Regions from separate parts of the Mus musculus genome. Here region 2 is linked to region 1. Evidence: chromatin contacts called from public HiChIP or PLAC-seq data. All regions are on one chromosome and are shown on one strand. Each heading gives the region's core, a stretch centred on a gene start, on an enhancer-like site or on the middle of the called end of the contact. The rest is flanking DNA. Distances are from core to core; before and after follow the strand shown.

What was found. HiChIP or PLAC-seq counts read pairs in DNA pulled down with a chosen protein or histone mark.
Region 2: a FOXA1 HiChIP or PLAC-seq map of pancreatic cancer cells shows a contact between it and region 1. The contact joins two enhancer-like sites. A contact is called at or near these places in 4 of 39 promoter capture datasets (3T3-L1-derived adipocytes, frontonasal cranial neural crest, liver and 1 more), 1 of 484 Hi-C or Micro-C datasets (embryonic stem cells) and 1 of 115 datasets of contacts at active chromatin or transcription factors (pancreatic cancer cells).

Annotation. Positions count from the first base shown.
Region 1 is chr1:163,109,315-163,116,790 of GRCm38.p6, reverse strand. No RefSeq gene overlaps it. Among named protein-coding and RNA genes, the nearest start is that of Gm22434, 5.2 kb to the left of the region's middle. Within about 2 kb of position 2,795, at least 31 of the 459 cell types and tissues checked have an H3K27ac peak or open chromatin away from gene starts, as enhancers often do. A contact at or near this core is called in pancreatic cancer cells, where this site is marked.
Region 2 is chr1:164,130,613-164,138,088 of GRCm38.p6, reverse strand. It overlaps Selp (selectin, platelet), which reads right to left. Exons shown (of 16, transcript NM_011347.2): 7 at 5,766-5,951; 8 at 4,037-4,222; 9 at 800-985. Among named protein-coding and RNA genes, the nearest start is that of F5, 17 kb to the left of the region's middle. Within about 2 kb of position 2,573, at least 142 of the 459 cell types and tissues checked have an H3K27ac peak or open chromatin away from gene starts, as enhancers often do. A contact at or near this core is called in pancreatic cancer cells, where this site is marked.

The sequences.
Region 1 (7,476 bases), core at 1,546-4,045:
CTTGTCTTGACCAGCAGCACTCTGGAGGTCCAGTGTCTGCTACCCTCCTTGGATCTGATGGTATGGTTAACAGCTCCCCATGGGCCTGCTTACCGTTAGTATTCACCTCAGGGCTGGGAAATTTACTTTGAAAGACCTTCAGACTTAGAAAGTAAAACTAATGGCAAGGAGGATAAAACACTGTGTGCTGTATTGTGGATGTAAATAAAAAATATCATTGGTAGAAATTTTACTTTGGTTGAAAAGAATTCTGGTAACAGTTGGGTGTCCTTAGGAAAGGAACAACATTTGACCAAAACATTTAAGTTGAAGATAAATACTTTAATATTTCACTCTTAGTTAGTTGTATGAAAACTAAAATTATCATAGATGAGATGTTGAGAATCTATATAGATTATTCAAGTTTTATTTCCCTATAGACTGACTCAAATATTCCTACCACCTTAAGGATTATATATGATGCTCCTACCACATAAATTATAATGTCTAATGTTTTGAAAACTGATTATATGTATTTTAAGTCCCCATAAAGTATTTCTGTGTTTATCATTGTGAATTATATGTAATTCTAATAGAAAAAAATGAAAAGAAGAAAAGGAAAAACAACTATAGATTGGGAGAAAATAATATATAGACATATACATATACTATATATACATATTTATTATGTATGTTGTATGTGTTATATATTTATAATATTTTATATATTATATATGCAGGTAGTATATTTTATATTAACAAATACAGAAACAAATTGAAAATTTTTCATAACTAATGCCATACTAATGGCCATTTTGCATATGAGAAAGTATATTATATCATTGTTGCTAAATAAAAGCACATTCGAAGCACTATGAGAAACTAATTTACATACACTAGAATGGTTGAAACCTAGAAACTGACAACATCAGTCATCCATGAGAATACACAACAATATAATTTCTCATAAATTTCCAGCAGGAATATTGTATGGTAAAATCACTTTGGAAACTGTCTTTCTCAAAGTCAAACATTCAGCCACTTTTGGTCTAGCAATTCAGTACTTAGGTGTTTACTGGAGATATAAAGAATGTTCAAGACAGCTTTGCTTGTAACAGTTACAAACCTAAATACTGGCCCCAAATGCACATCAACAGAGGAGTGAGCACCCTGGGGAACATCTATCTATACAATGAGACACTGTAAGCAACAGCATCTGAAACATTCAAGGCATTCAAGAAGCCAGATAGAAAAGAGTTCACAGCATGTAATTCCATTTCCTGGGGTTCAGTTTTCATCCCAATACTGTAACAGTTAAAACATCTTATGCTAGCAAGATTTTGCTGAAAGAACCCTCGTCTAGCTGTCTCATGGGAGACTATGCCAGTGCCTGGCAAATACAGAAGTGGATGCTCACAGTCATCTATTGGATGGAATACAGGGCCGCCAATAGAGGAGCTAGAGAAAGTACCCAAGGAGTTGAAGGGGTCTGCAACCCTATAGGATGAACAACAATATGAACTAACCAGTACCTCCGGAGCTCGTGTCTCTAGCTGCATATGTAGCAGAAGATGGCCTAGCCGGCCATCATTGGGAAGAGAGCCCCTTGGTCTTACAAACTTTATATGTCCCAGTACAGGGCAACACCAGGGCCAAGAAGTAGGAGTGGGTGGGTAGGGGAGCAGGGCGGGGGGAGGGTATAGGGGACTTTCAGGATAGCATTTTAAATGTAAATGAAGAAAATATCTAATAAAAATTGAAAAAAATTCTAATCTATGTGGAAACTAATTGGGACAATGTTTCCCCAGGTGCACCAATGAGTAAGCAACGTTGACTGGCTGATGGGGAGATATCCTTGGGGTGAGTAACATGTTCTATGTATGAATCAGAAAGAACATGTTTTACATAGGCATAGTGTAGGTAATTGAATATAAAATTAAACATCATTTACTTAAACTTTTGTGACCATATTTACTTAATTAGAAGTACACATTCAATACCAATGTCAGGCATTGTTTTTACACCCTAGAAATGTAACAATGGGTTTCCCACAAAGAACAGTCAAAAATCATCTTAAAATAAGAGAATCTGCCAAGGGCTAAAAATTAAATGGGGAGAGGAGAGAGATGTCTGGCCAGCCAGAGGAAAGCTTGGCCACATTAAGGGAACTGTTGGAGGTGAGAATTAGACTTCTACTTATTATTTCTTAGATTGTACCCTCTTGATTTTCTTTTAAAATCCTTATGTATTATCCTCAATAATGCAATATAAATATGTTGACACACACTCCCAACCATATGGGTTCTATCTAAAAGCTAAGAATGTTGCCGAACTATATGGACTCAGCAAAGTCATGGTTAAATAGCTAAGAAAGTTTTCATATTCTACATTTCTATACCTTACATTGTCAACTTTGGCTTCTCACCTAGCACAGAAGGCTAGGAAGAGAGCATGGCAGTCACTGAGACTTTGGCACATAAACTTTCCACTGTCTCCATAAGCACGTCAATGATGGCCCAGTACCATTTGCTAACCACAACCTGCTTTGATGAGGGATAGTGATCGTAGAGTAGAAAAAGCAGCCATTCTCTAGCTAGTTCTTGCAAGGCGGCTGCAGTTTTGCTAACTGTTTACCCTTTGTGTTTCATGAGCAACTAATGCTGGCTGCCTGAGGGTCTGGACACAGATTTTTCTGAAGAAACAAAAGCCCATGACAAACGTCTCAGAAATTTCTGTTATGTGCTTTCCCCGAGAACCATGATGCATGAATGACGTATGGATTAAGTAAACATGACTAATGATACACAGATGATAATGTATAACAGACCCACAGCGTTTGTGTAAGTGTGTGCTTACCCTCTCTCCACCACACTGGCAGCTCAGGGATAGCAGGCTGTTCCACTTTACTGGGGACCCACATAGCTGCTGATCAGCAGAACACCTTGCACACAGCGAGGTCTCAGTACACATTCTTGAATATATGAATAAACAATTGCATCCAAGTCAGAGCAGATGCGTAAAGGCTTAATATGGGAACCGAGCTAACCGCATTTCATGTGTTAAGGTAGCTAATGAGTTGCTGAAAGAGTGACATGTAAATTCCAGTGTTTCAGCATGCTCTCCACTCTCTTGTCACTCTCCAAATTAAATACATGCATCTACTGTTGCTAATTTAGACTGTGCCTTACTTCAGAAAGCAAAGGTAAGACACATTTGTCAGCCTCATAATTAACACAGGCAGAAAGATGTGTCAGCTTTATCTGGAACTAAATAGTTGGCAGAGGGCAATTATTGAATCAGAATTGTAGCTAGGTGGATGGGAAAGCAAAAATAGAGTTAGAAATCACCACCTTACAAACTCTAATAAGCTAATGGCGGTAATCAACAGCTATCAACATGCATTAAAGCATGAGATGCAAAACTCATGAAGAACCTTGTAGTAGGTGGCTCAGAATGGCAGTACTTTGTATGGTGTGGTGTGGTGTGTGTGTGTGTGTGTGTGTGTGTGTGTGTGTGTGTGTGTGTGTGTGTGTGTGCGTGTGTGTGTGTTTTGAGACAGGGTTTCTCCATGTATCCCTAGCTGTCCTGGAACTTGCTCTGTAGATCAGGCTGACCTCAAACACACAGAGATCTACCTGCCTCTCTGAGTGCTGAGGTTAAAAGCATGCATCACTGCCACCTGGCAGAATAGCAATCCTTAAGTGAATGTTTTATCATACAGTGATATTACTAGGCATTTAGTGACTGCCATTTAATCATGACATAATCTAAAACCAAACATCTGAAATCCTAATATATAAACACACGTGAGGTCCAGTGCAGCTGGAGATAGTCACTCACAATGTCACCGGAAAGGGTAGAGTTCCCCACATGTGACCTCACTCTAGAGAACAACCAAAGAGAGACAGTCAGGGTAGGGGTTGCTGGGGTCCAAAATGTGAAGTTTCTTTGTTCTCAGGATTTGTCAATTTCTTGGTCCCTCAGTGTGCTCACCCTAGCATCACTATTCAGAATTTTCATTCCAGAGGTATGGCTTATGGAGTCATTCCTCTTGTGGTCAGATATTATCCTTATCCTTCCTTACATTCCCACAAAGCTAGCTGATACCAGCTGGCTCATAGTTTCCATCTCTGACCACAGGCTCAGTCTTTCTTGGATGCCCAGGACTCATTTGGCAGCTGACACTGGGAATATATCACTAGGTACCTTACTTGGATTTCAGCCGCCCACCACGAAGAAGAGCAAATACATTTTTATAAGTTGGGAATTTCCAAGAGTTTCAGATGTGCCTTTTCAGAAAACAAGGCAGAAGTCTACCCATTTAAAATGATTATTATATTACCATCAAGTGATATAATCACAGGTTAGCTGAATTTTGTAGGGGTATGACAATTCACGAAAGAAACAGAGCTCACAGAACTGGAGACTGGGTGATCATGTTTGTAACGGTACTAATCACACAGCGAGGCTGTGCAATCAAGTACGATCAAGGGAAAAGAAGATAAAAAAATAGAATATATAGAAAGTGTGTAGTACAATTCATCCATAAAGAAGAATGGAATTATGTCATTTGAAGGGAATAGATGGGACTGGAGATTGTCATGTTATGGGAAGCAAGCCAGATTTTAGAAAGGTATCTTATTTTTTTCCTCATGTGTAGAGTTTGGAGCAAAAATAACAAGAAAATAGAGATAACGTATTAGAAGATGGAGGTGCTCATCCATGAGAGTAAGGATGGGCAACGTAGAGACAGCAGTCATCTAAGTATATGTGTATATGAATTTGTCACCACAAAACCAATATTCTTTGTAATTCGTCTTCACTAAGTAAGCATTCCCCATAAATGGTAAGTGTGTTAATGTCTAAACTATGCTCACCATTTGATCTGCCCATTTATTACATGAAGACTAGTGGATTTCATTTAAAATCTCATTGTCTGCTACATTGCACTGGAGGGAACTTTTTTTTCTTTATATCACTGTGATTGATACTACAGTTGCTATCCAATGCCATAGATTTTTACCTGTCTTTAATAAGGAATAAAATAAAGAATTATCATTTATACACCATAATAACTTGGAATATTTTCCTAAATTTATTCAGAGAAATGTTCAATTAAGAATTTTTTCATTGTAGTGGGGAGAATTTGTACTTTAGATGAAAATTCCTTTTATAAATCTTTAACTTACTAGTCTGTATTAGATTTCCATTTATTCTATTTCTTTGTTTTATTAATGAAATATACACTGGTTAGTTTTATCTGTCAATTTACCACAAATTTACAATGGAATAAAACTGGGAAGAAAGTCTTAATGAGCAAATACCTAGATCAGTTTGACTTGTGGGCATGACTGTGGAATATTGACTTTAATGTCAATTCAATGGGAAGGTCCAACCCACTTTGGGCAGTATCATTTGCTAGGCAGGGATTTCTGCACTGTGTAAGAGAGGATAAAACTAGCTGTAAATGAGTAAGCATAATATTTATTCTCTTTGACTGTGGATGTGGTTTGACTTGCTTAAGTTTCTGCTTTAACATTCCGTTAATGATGGACTATAATTTGTAATTGTAAGCCAAGTAAATCCTTGCCTACATTGTGTTGAAACTAGAAGAAAAAACTGTCATTATAACATACCCCTTAAAAAAAAACCCTTTGCCAGGCATGGTGGTACACGTCTTTAATCCCAGCACTTGGGAGGCAGAGGCAGGCAGATTTCTGAGTTCGAGGCCAAAGTGAGTTCCAGGACAGCCAAGGCTATACAGAGAAACCCTGTCTCAAAAAACAAAACAAAACAAAACAAACAATAAAAGGGCTGGAGAGATGGCTCAGCAGTTAAGAGCACTGCTCTTCCAAAGGTTCTGAGTTCAAATCCCAGCAACCACATGGTGTCTTACAACCATCCATAATGAGATCTGATGCCCTCTTCTGGTGTGTCTGAAGACAGCTGCAGTGTACTTACATATAATAATAAATAAATCTAAAAAAAAAACTTTTAAGTATCTTCCACTAAAAGTTGTTTTTGGCATTCAAGTAAATTAAGATTCTCTTCTTTTTGAATCCAAGATAATACTCTTCATCTCAGTGCTATTATATTCTTCATTATTTTTTCTTTACTTAAAACCATATGCAGCTGTAAGTTAATATAGAAGCATTATTATCCTATAGGGAAGAGTTTTCAAAGGGTTTTCAGTAGAAAACCAGGGACTCCTAAGACTTTACCAAAAGGTCCATGAGACTGAAACTTTTCATAATAAATACTGATGGGTCAAACCAGGGTAGCCATACCAGACTACACTAGCTGCAGTCTTCATTACCACACATGAAAACCACCAATAGGTAAATGTAAGCAACCAGAAGTCAATAGTGTCCTTAGGTAGGACATCAATGTGATACATGTCTGCTGCCTGGGGAAACCACATTTTCAAGGGAAAACGCTAATGAGATTGCTTAAGTTGTGAGCTGAGCGCTCTGCTCTAGTGATGAAACATCTTTTATTACTTGGAAAGAGTGACAGACTATTTGGCAGATGTTTTCTCAAAAGTGAACAGAGTCTGTCGCTGCAGGGAAAGCAATTACCTGTTACCAATGATGGAATCAAAGGTTTCAAGAGAAGAGTAGGATCTTGGAAATTTTTACACACCATTATGAGTTTGAAAGTTTTCCAATAGTTAAAGACCTTTCTGATGACACTGGTAGTCATATTAATAAAACTGATTGTGTGTCAATGTCTAAAAGATCCATCAAATTGGGAAAGCTAGTATGTTCCAAGTATTGTTATAAAATCGGGCAAGTTAGAAAATTAAATTTTAATGTAATAGAGTATGAAAGGCTTACTGGTGTAGCCTAATGTTGTACATAGCCACTAACTATTAATAAATTATGGCTTATTATACTTTAGTGCAATAGCTATCAGTAGCCACAAACATAGGTAAGGATGTAATATTGAGGAGACAGGGATGGATCAATTATTACTACTATAATGGTTTTGGTTGCTATAAGTGCCTAGTTTATAAAAACACATTTTTAGAGATATAACTAACTGCTGCTCAGTTGTTTCCTATCAATAGTTTCCATGATGAGGAAAAATCAAAAGATGTTCACAAACTTGTCAAGGCCCATTTGACCAACAATATCTACTTTTAGAAGACTATGTTTTGAATAATGGCTTCAATTTTTAATTCCCTGAACAAGTCTTCAATTTAGCTGCTGAAGTAGTCCAAGGAAAACAGGCCAATTGAATGTGACCTTGAAATGCCCTTTGCTTCCCCAGCTCCTTCCAGGTGAAAACTTGGTTCATGGCAGTAAAAGAAATGGACAGCCATTGAAGACGGGTGCCCAGAAAGAAAGTGCTTGCTTTGGATGTTCCTCTGCGCAGTAAAGACACTCAAGTAACATAATATTTCCTCAGCTTTAAGGCAAATTAATGACATTTTCAGATATCCCCAAAGAGACCTCAAAAACTAGCCAATGCTACTACTGTCATTCATTATGGACT
Region 2 (7,476 bases), core at 1,324-3,823, 1.0 Mb before region 1:
GACTCCTAACATTGTATTTTTGTGACCATATGCATACAACTCCTGCACATACACACACATACATACACTACACAGGCATGCACACATATTATATACACATGTATGTGCACACCCAGAGGCATGGACATATATTATACACACATGCATACATGTGTACTCACAGAGGCATGCATATGTATTATACACATGCATGTGCACACACAGAGGCATGCATACACACATATATTATATAGACATATGAATGCATATGTATACAGACACAGTGAAGAAGGGACAGTTCCTGCTCTCATTGAGTGTAAAGTCCATAAAGAAGTAGAAAGAAATCAAGAGCCAGGGGAGGTTAGATCACACCCATTCCCAAATAAGCTCCTACTCTGAGACTTGGTGGGGTAGGTAAAGGTTGGTGTAGAAATAGATGGGTGGAGAGTATGGTAGAAATGAGCAAGAATGCTTAGAAGCAAGTTAAGTGCTTCAATACATAGCTGGGTCTCATCACTTGTGAATGGTGATGCCCTTGGACCATGTCACCCCAGAGCCTTTGTTTCTTCTTCATCTGTAGTATGGGGATAATTCTGACTTCCCTGGTTATTCTAGAACACTGATCTCATGTGCTATGATGACGCAAAGGCGTTGTTGAGTGTGAAGTGCTTTACTCAATTTTAAAAAAGGTTATTCGGCAAGAAAGAGATTTTTGGTCTAGATCCTCACACCTGTTGTTTACATATGAGATATGAAGGTATTTCTTCCCTCTCTGGTGGTATCTGAGAAGTCACAAGGAAGGACAGACCCACGTGCCTACCTTCACACGTGGGAGGGGTGCCTGTCCAGTGTCCAGATGGAGAACAATCCAGTCTTTCCGGTCCAGATAGATAAAATCCTTCATCGCACATGAACTGGCATGTGGATTTGTAGGTGGAATTCCCAAGAGGCTGAACGCAGGTCATGGATCCATTCTCAGGACTGAGCATAGGGGCACAGGACACAGCTGTAGTGAGGAGGACAGAGGGAGAGGGGCTTATGTTAGAGCTTGGCATTTTCAAACCCCCCCCACTCCCGGCCCCTGTGTGACTGCTCTCTGTCTTTCTCTACATTTAGCTAAAGGTGGTCATTTTCTGGCTTTTTATCTTTAAGGCATCAGGGAGCAGGGAGGTGGGTGACAGCTATGGCTTACCACTGACTGTCATTCTGAGATCTCACCCACTCAGGGTTTCAGAAGTGATTGTAAAAGGGACTTGGCACCCTTTAGAGAGATAGTGGCATGCTTCACGTTGAATGCCCTAGACCTCAGGGAAAGTCGCCCCCTTGATGTCTTCTTGAGAAACAAACCGGATGATGTTTCCAGCAAACAATGCCAAGAACTTAGAGGTGAAAGTGGGGGTGATTTCTTTCTCTTTCCCAGCCAGTGGTGAGAGAATCTGGGTCTACGTCTTAGCTTATACTATGCACGGTGACCCCTTTGCAGCCGTGGATGCTTTATTTTCAATGAAAATCTGTGACTCTTGCCTCACAGTACTTTTTATTTATATAGCAAGTCACACTTAGGCCACACTCAAAGATTAAATGTAAAAGGGAATAAAGTGGATACATATTTCATTGGTTGTCTGTAAATGACAATTTTCACCACTTCCCAGAAGTCTCAACCTGCAGGACCAGGCATAAATGACCCGCCAAGATAATGAAATCAGGTCTCCCAGTTATTTGGCAGCATATATAAACACAAGTCTGAGGTGCTTGGAGACTGGCTTGGATTGGGACTGACACTTTATGACTTTGGACAAGCCACTTAACCTCTCTGAATCTTGATATCTTAACGACTTAGTCAGATCGAGAGCGAACAGATTCTCGGTGCCAATGTCAGTAGCTGTCAAGGTGGACCTCTCTCGAGGGAGCTCGTGGTACCTTCCTGCCTTAACCACATGTGGGTATGTCACTTGACGCAATGAAGCCCAGATGAATCATGCTGACACTCGGAAGGGAAGGGCTAAGTGTAAACACGGTCTCGGGGACTTCTGCTCCTTGTCTTGGTTATGCAGTATATGGCTTTAAATCAGAGGAAATGGGGCAGCAGTCCTTGTTGTTTCCAGGTACTGTCTGCACCTTTCTTGTCCCTTCATTCCATACCGTCCCTGGCAGTACACCTCTCACTCTAATCAACTTATACAGAGACTGAGATACAGTCTGCCACTTGCAAAGTCTTCCTGTGTTCAGTGTGTGTGTGTGTGTGTGTGTGTGTGTAGAGAGAGAGACAGAGAGAGAGAGAGAGAGAGAGAGAGAGAGAGAGAGAGAGAGAGAGAGAGAAGGCTGTAAGCCAGAAATGCAGAGGGGAAAAGGGTGTGGGTCCTTGCTTTGGTGAAGTCATGGCAGAGTCATTTCCAGCTCTCCAGTGACTTTGCAAGGATGAGTGTAGAGGGCTGTGGGGACGGTGACAAGGAAAATGATCTGATAACGCTCTCTCCCTCGGAAGTGTCACAATAGCTTGTGGATTTCAGGCCTCGTGGTACCTTCCTGCCTCAACCGCATGTGGGTATTTCACTTGATGCACACCCAGTAAGAAGAGGAGAAAGTTCCCTCAGAGTAAACAAAGGGCTAAAAGCAGAAGGGAACTGGAAGGTCACAGGAAGCTGTGGTGAGTGGCAGGCCCTGGCAGTGAACACCCACAGGCAGGACTGTGGAGCAATGAGTAGCTTTCCTGGAAGGGTCTGATCCTCCTGATAATCCTGCTGAGGATTTTGGAGCTCTTCCTCAAAGCTGTATAGACTTCAGTGTCGTGAGGATAAGAGCAAGGGACAAGCCCAGAGCCTCACTCTGTTCTATCCAGACCCAGTTCCTCAATCCCAACCCCAACTCCAGAACTTGACTTAGGTTCTGATGCCTTGAACGAAGGATATCGTATTATGCTGTTAATTAATTAATTAGTTATTCATACATGAATTGTTTGCTTTATAATGGTGTGTGTGTGTGTGTGTGTGTGTGTGTGTGTGTGTGTGAGAACACTTGTGGGACCTGAATAGCAAGTGGTTTCTTTTTCATGAAAAACGTGCTTGCTTTTACTCATATATTTGAAAGCCCATACTAAGTTAAGTGATACAGAAATATTTCACATTGCACATATTAAGTATATTGTTAAAATCAAATATACACAATAAAATACTATTACAAAAATTGCATGAGAGCATATCAGAAGCACTTAGAAATATTTCCTTTGGATGGTTGATATTTACGAGACTATTTTAATGTCTCTATTTTCCTATATATCTGTAGATTTTACAAATATAAATCTTGTTTTGTTAAAAGTGTTTGTCATAAATTTGGCTAAAGTTTTGGGTACATTGAAAGAGAAAGAAATGGGAAAATATGAAAATCACACACTATAAAGTCAGGTGACTAGAACAGCTCTGCTTCACACAGGATGTTATGGTGCTCACAGGACATGCTGGCTTCTTAACACCGAGTCTAACACAGATAGATATAAATTGTCCTAATGAGGCTATGCTTTGCTTTCTTCCGAGAATGCTTTAATCTCCAGTTCATGGCACGGATTCTCCCCAGTGCTCCACACTATAGCCTAACTATGTTTCTCCAGTGTTAAACAGAGAATGCTTACTTCTAGATTCTGTAATTCTGCCTTTCTCATTCCTCCCGGACATGCCATGACCCCTACCAAGAAAGTGTCAGATCAGTCTTGGAGCCAACACTCAGAGTTAAGTTTTCTTTCCCGTCCTCTTTCTGGACCCCGTGCTTAGTGAGTACCACTGTGATAGGAGCCTGCCAGTCCTGATGTAGATTCTGATAAAGACACCGCAAAGGTCACCACATTGTTATCATTGCTAAATATCCTGACACTCATGATGTTTGCTTAGTCTCTGACGACATTTGTATCTGGAATCCTTGGGGGTAGAGGATGAAGGAGTTAGGGACAGACAGCACTCGCTAATTTCTCAAGGTACACCTTATCCAGTTACCACCTCAGATATAGCCTTTAAGAATATTGCCTTCAACTTACTGCTAAGAAAAATGGGGGGAAATCCATCCTTACCTTGACATTCGGGAGGAGCCCCATTCCAGTGTCCAGTAGCCAGGCATCTTATCACACTTGCTCCCACCAAGAGCGAGCCTTCATCACAGGAAAAGCTGCAGACTGACTGGTACGTCAAGGTACCGAAGGGATCCGAGCAGTTCACCTGGGCTTTACTGGGAACCGGAAACTCTGGACATTGCAACGCTAATGGGTAAGGAAGGCAGGGAGTTAGGAAACAGTCATTGAGAAGTGTTGTTGACCTTGACCTCAGCCCTGTTTGTGTCTAGTTCAGTGTCCTTTGCATTTGTATCTTCATGCAGTCTTTACCAGCCCTCATCTCTAGAACTCTTCGTGGGCTCAGGCTGAACTCCACTCTCATTAACAGTAATTCCTCTATCCCTCTCCTCTACCATTTGACTCTCTGTCTCTGATTTTATTGCTTTAAACAACCTATATAGGTAGGATCCTAGATTACTTGGTTTTTGGATGACTCGGTTCAATGATCATCATCATTAAAGATTTACAAGTTGGGCTTGTTTAACTTGGAAGTCCACTAGGTTGACATTTAATGTCAATGATTCTTGATGGATTTTACAAGGAAAGATGTTTGGACCAGTGTTGGCTGAGCCAGAGGAGGCAGTTTGGTAATGTGAACCAACAAAGCTTAAGCTATCATACCTTGGACTCAAGAATCTCCAAAATGCATAAAATCGAAATGCATAACAAAAATCATCCTAGAGATTTTTTTTGTCAAGACATTGTAAGAGCAAAACATTATGGAATCATGAAAGGAATATTCCTGGTTCTTAAATTTTGTGTTTTACTTGAAAAAGATTTTGGAGGCGTATCTCTATATAATGTTCAATGGAAAAGCAGAATAATAATTATGGTCCTGATCAAACAGTGATTCTTTTTTGTAAAACAATGTTAGCATACATAGTGATGGGTTTAATTATGATATTTTATACATATATACATACATACATACATACATACATGCACATATATACACACACCCACATATGATTGTACCTTACCCATTTTCATTCTCATTGTCCTAGCTGGTCCTTCTTACTATACTACAACCTTTAAATATATAAGATAGTTCTACATGGAGAAAACACATTTATTTCATATTTTTTCACCTCTAAAATGTGAATAATAGCTTTCACTCCCTCTTGACATCAAACTGTCTGGGATTACAGAAACTGCTCAATAAACCCTGGCTACCAGCCCAGAAGCATCCACAGAAACACTGGCAGACACCAGAGCTAGCTTCAAGGATGAGCAGCAGCTGTAGCCCTTGACTATTGGTGTAGCAACACTAGCAAGGACTATAAAAGGAGTTATTGAGGCTTCGATTCCAGATGTTTAAGAAAATATCTAAGTATCTCTTCTGGATCATGTGATATTTACTTATCTGAAGACAAAGTGGCTGGGGCAATCCCTTGAGATCCTTTTAAAGAATGTCTCATGGCTTAGTATGCCTGTCTCCTAGACAACATACACTAGCACATTTAATCATCGTCACTCTCTTACCACCATAAGGCATGATTTTATGTAGGTAGAATCATAGATTACTCGATTTTTGGATGATCATTGTCTTCATGGTCTATCTATGTTGGAGTGTATGTTGGAATTCCTTTTCTAAAGTTGAATAGTATTCTAGTATATGTAGAGTCAAGTGCCCATAGGTGCCTGAGAGGCACTGAGGAATGGCTGAGGAATGATTCAGGTGTCACAGTACCTTCACAGAATGGGGCTGGGGCTGTCCACTGCCCGGAGTCAGCACACTGAATGGCATCATTTCCCTTCAGCACGAACCCCTCTGCACAGAGAAAAGTGCAGCTGCTGTTGTACCCAAAGGTTCCTGTAGATGGGACGCAGTCCATGCTCCCATGGATGGGGATCTCCGGAGGTTCACACGCAATAGCTGAAGGGGAAAATGGCAGCTACTAAGTCTTTCTTAGAAGAGTCTCCTGGAAGATGCTGCTGCGTTCTTGCCCACATCACCCACATAATCCAAACCTCAAATCTTTGTCGAAAAGGAAAACTACCCATCCCGTGTCCCCCTTTGCCTGCCTCGCTTCAGATCTCAGTTTTGACATTATTTTCCTTCAGAAGGCATCCCTGGCCACCCTCACTGAGCGGTAGGGACTCCTTGGGTGGGTTCTCCTGTACTGTGCTGCTTATGAACTAATTAGTTCTTCCCTGTTACACCAGTCTCTTTGATGCTGGAGAAGCCATTCAGAACTGCATCCTGGAGCCCAGTGCTCGGGTAAATTCTGGGTGCTCATTAAACATTTATTGGATTCTAAAAGAAGAGATGAAGGAAAAGTGGGCTCAAGAGGAAGCAGATGAAATGGTGTGGCTTGCTGTACATGCTATGACCTAGTGCTATAGGATGATCCCGTGTGGACTGTGTCCCTAGAACACAGGATGCTAATCAGACATTGTTTGCCTAGTTAGTGCTGCTCAAAGTGAGTTCCTGCACACAGCTATACTCAGAATGACCCTGGTTCTGATAAAGTCTAGTTTCCTGACACCCTTCTGTGCAGGTGTTACCTCTCTAGATGTCTGCGGATTTGCAGAGCACAGATAGATACCACCCTTTCACCCTGACCTCTAGTTCTTACATTATCAGAGCACATAAGGGCCAGATGTCCTCTAGTCTCTTCTTTTTTTTTTTTTATAGCCATGAAAAATGCGAGTCAGAAATGTCATGTGATCTCCTAAGTCTGTGTGTTCACATGTATACATGCCGGAGTTTGTGCATTTGTGTGTGTGTGCATGTATGTGTGTGTGTTGGTGTGGATGCCAGGTCTCTTTATCATTCTCCACCTTATTTCTCAGATAGAGTCTCTTATTGAGCATGGGTATCGCTGTTGTGGCTAGACTGGCTGGCCTGGGAACTCAAGGATCTTCCCATCTCTAGTTCCCCTGCTCAAATGCTGAGGTGACAGGCACATGCCACCATGCCTGGCTTTTATGCTGATTCTGAGGCACAAATTCAGAGACTCACGTTTGAACAGCAAGTGCTTTGCCCACTGAACCATTGCCCCAGCCTCTCCCAGAAGCCTCACAGCTAATGGTATTTGAGCCTGGCTTGTAATCCAGGTCTGGGATTTTATGAATCTAGGCTTCAATCTTCTACTCTCTCTCCCCCATCCCTGCCCTGTAAGATGAAGGGATGAAGCATCCAAACACTGCTCAGTTTCCATGTATTATGCAATCATCTGGGATAGCCCCACAGCTATCCTTCAATGCAGGTTCCCTTATTCATTTGCAGAGCCCACCTCCAAAGCTTTTGACCCCAGATCTCCATCATCCCTGTAGCTACTGCTTTAACTCCTCAAGTATAAGCTATTGCCCTGTGGAGGCCCAGACAGAACCTGAAATAAGCAAGTGCCCAGGTCTATCCTCTGTGTTGTACACTTGCCGTTCCTTCTCTTTACTTT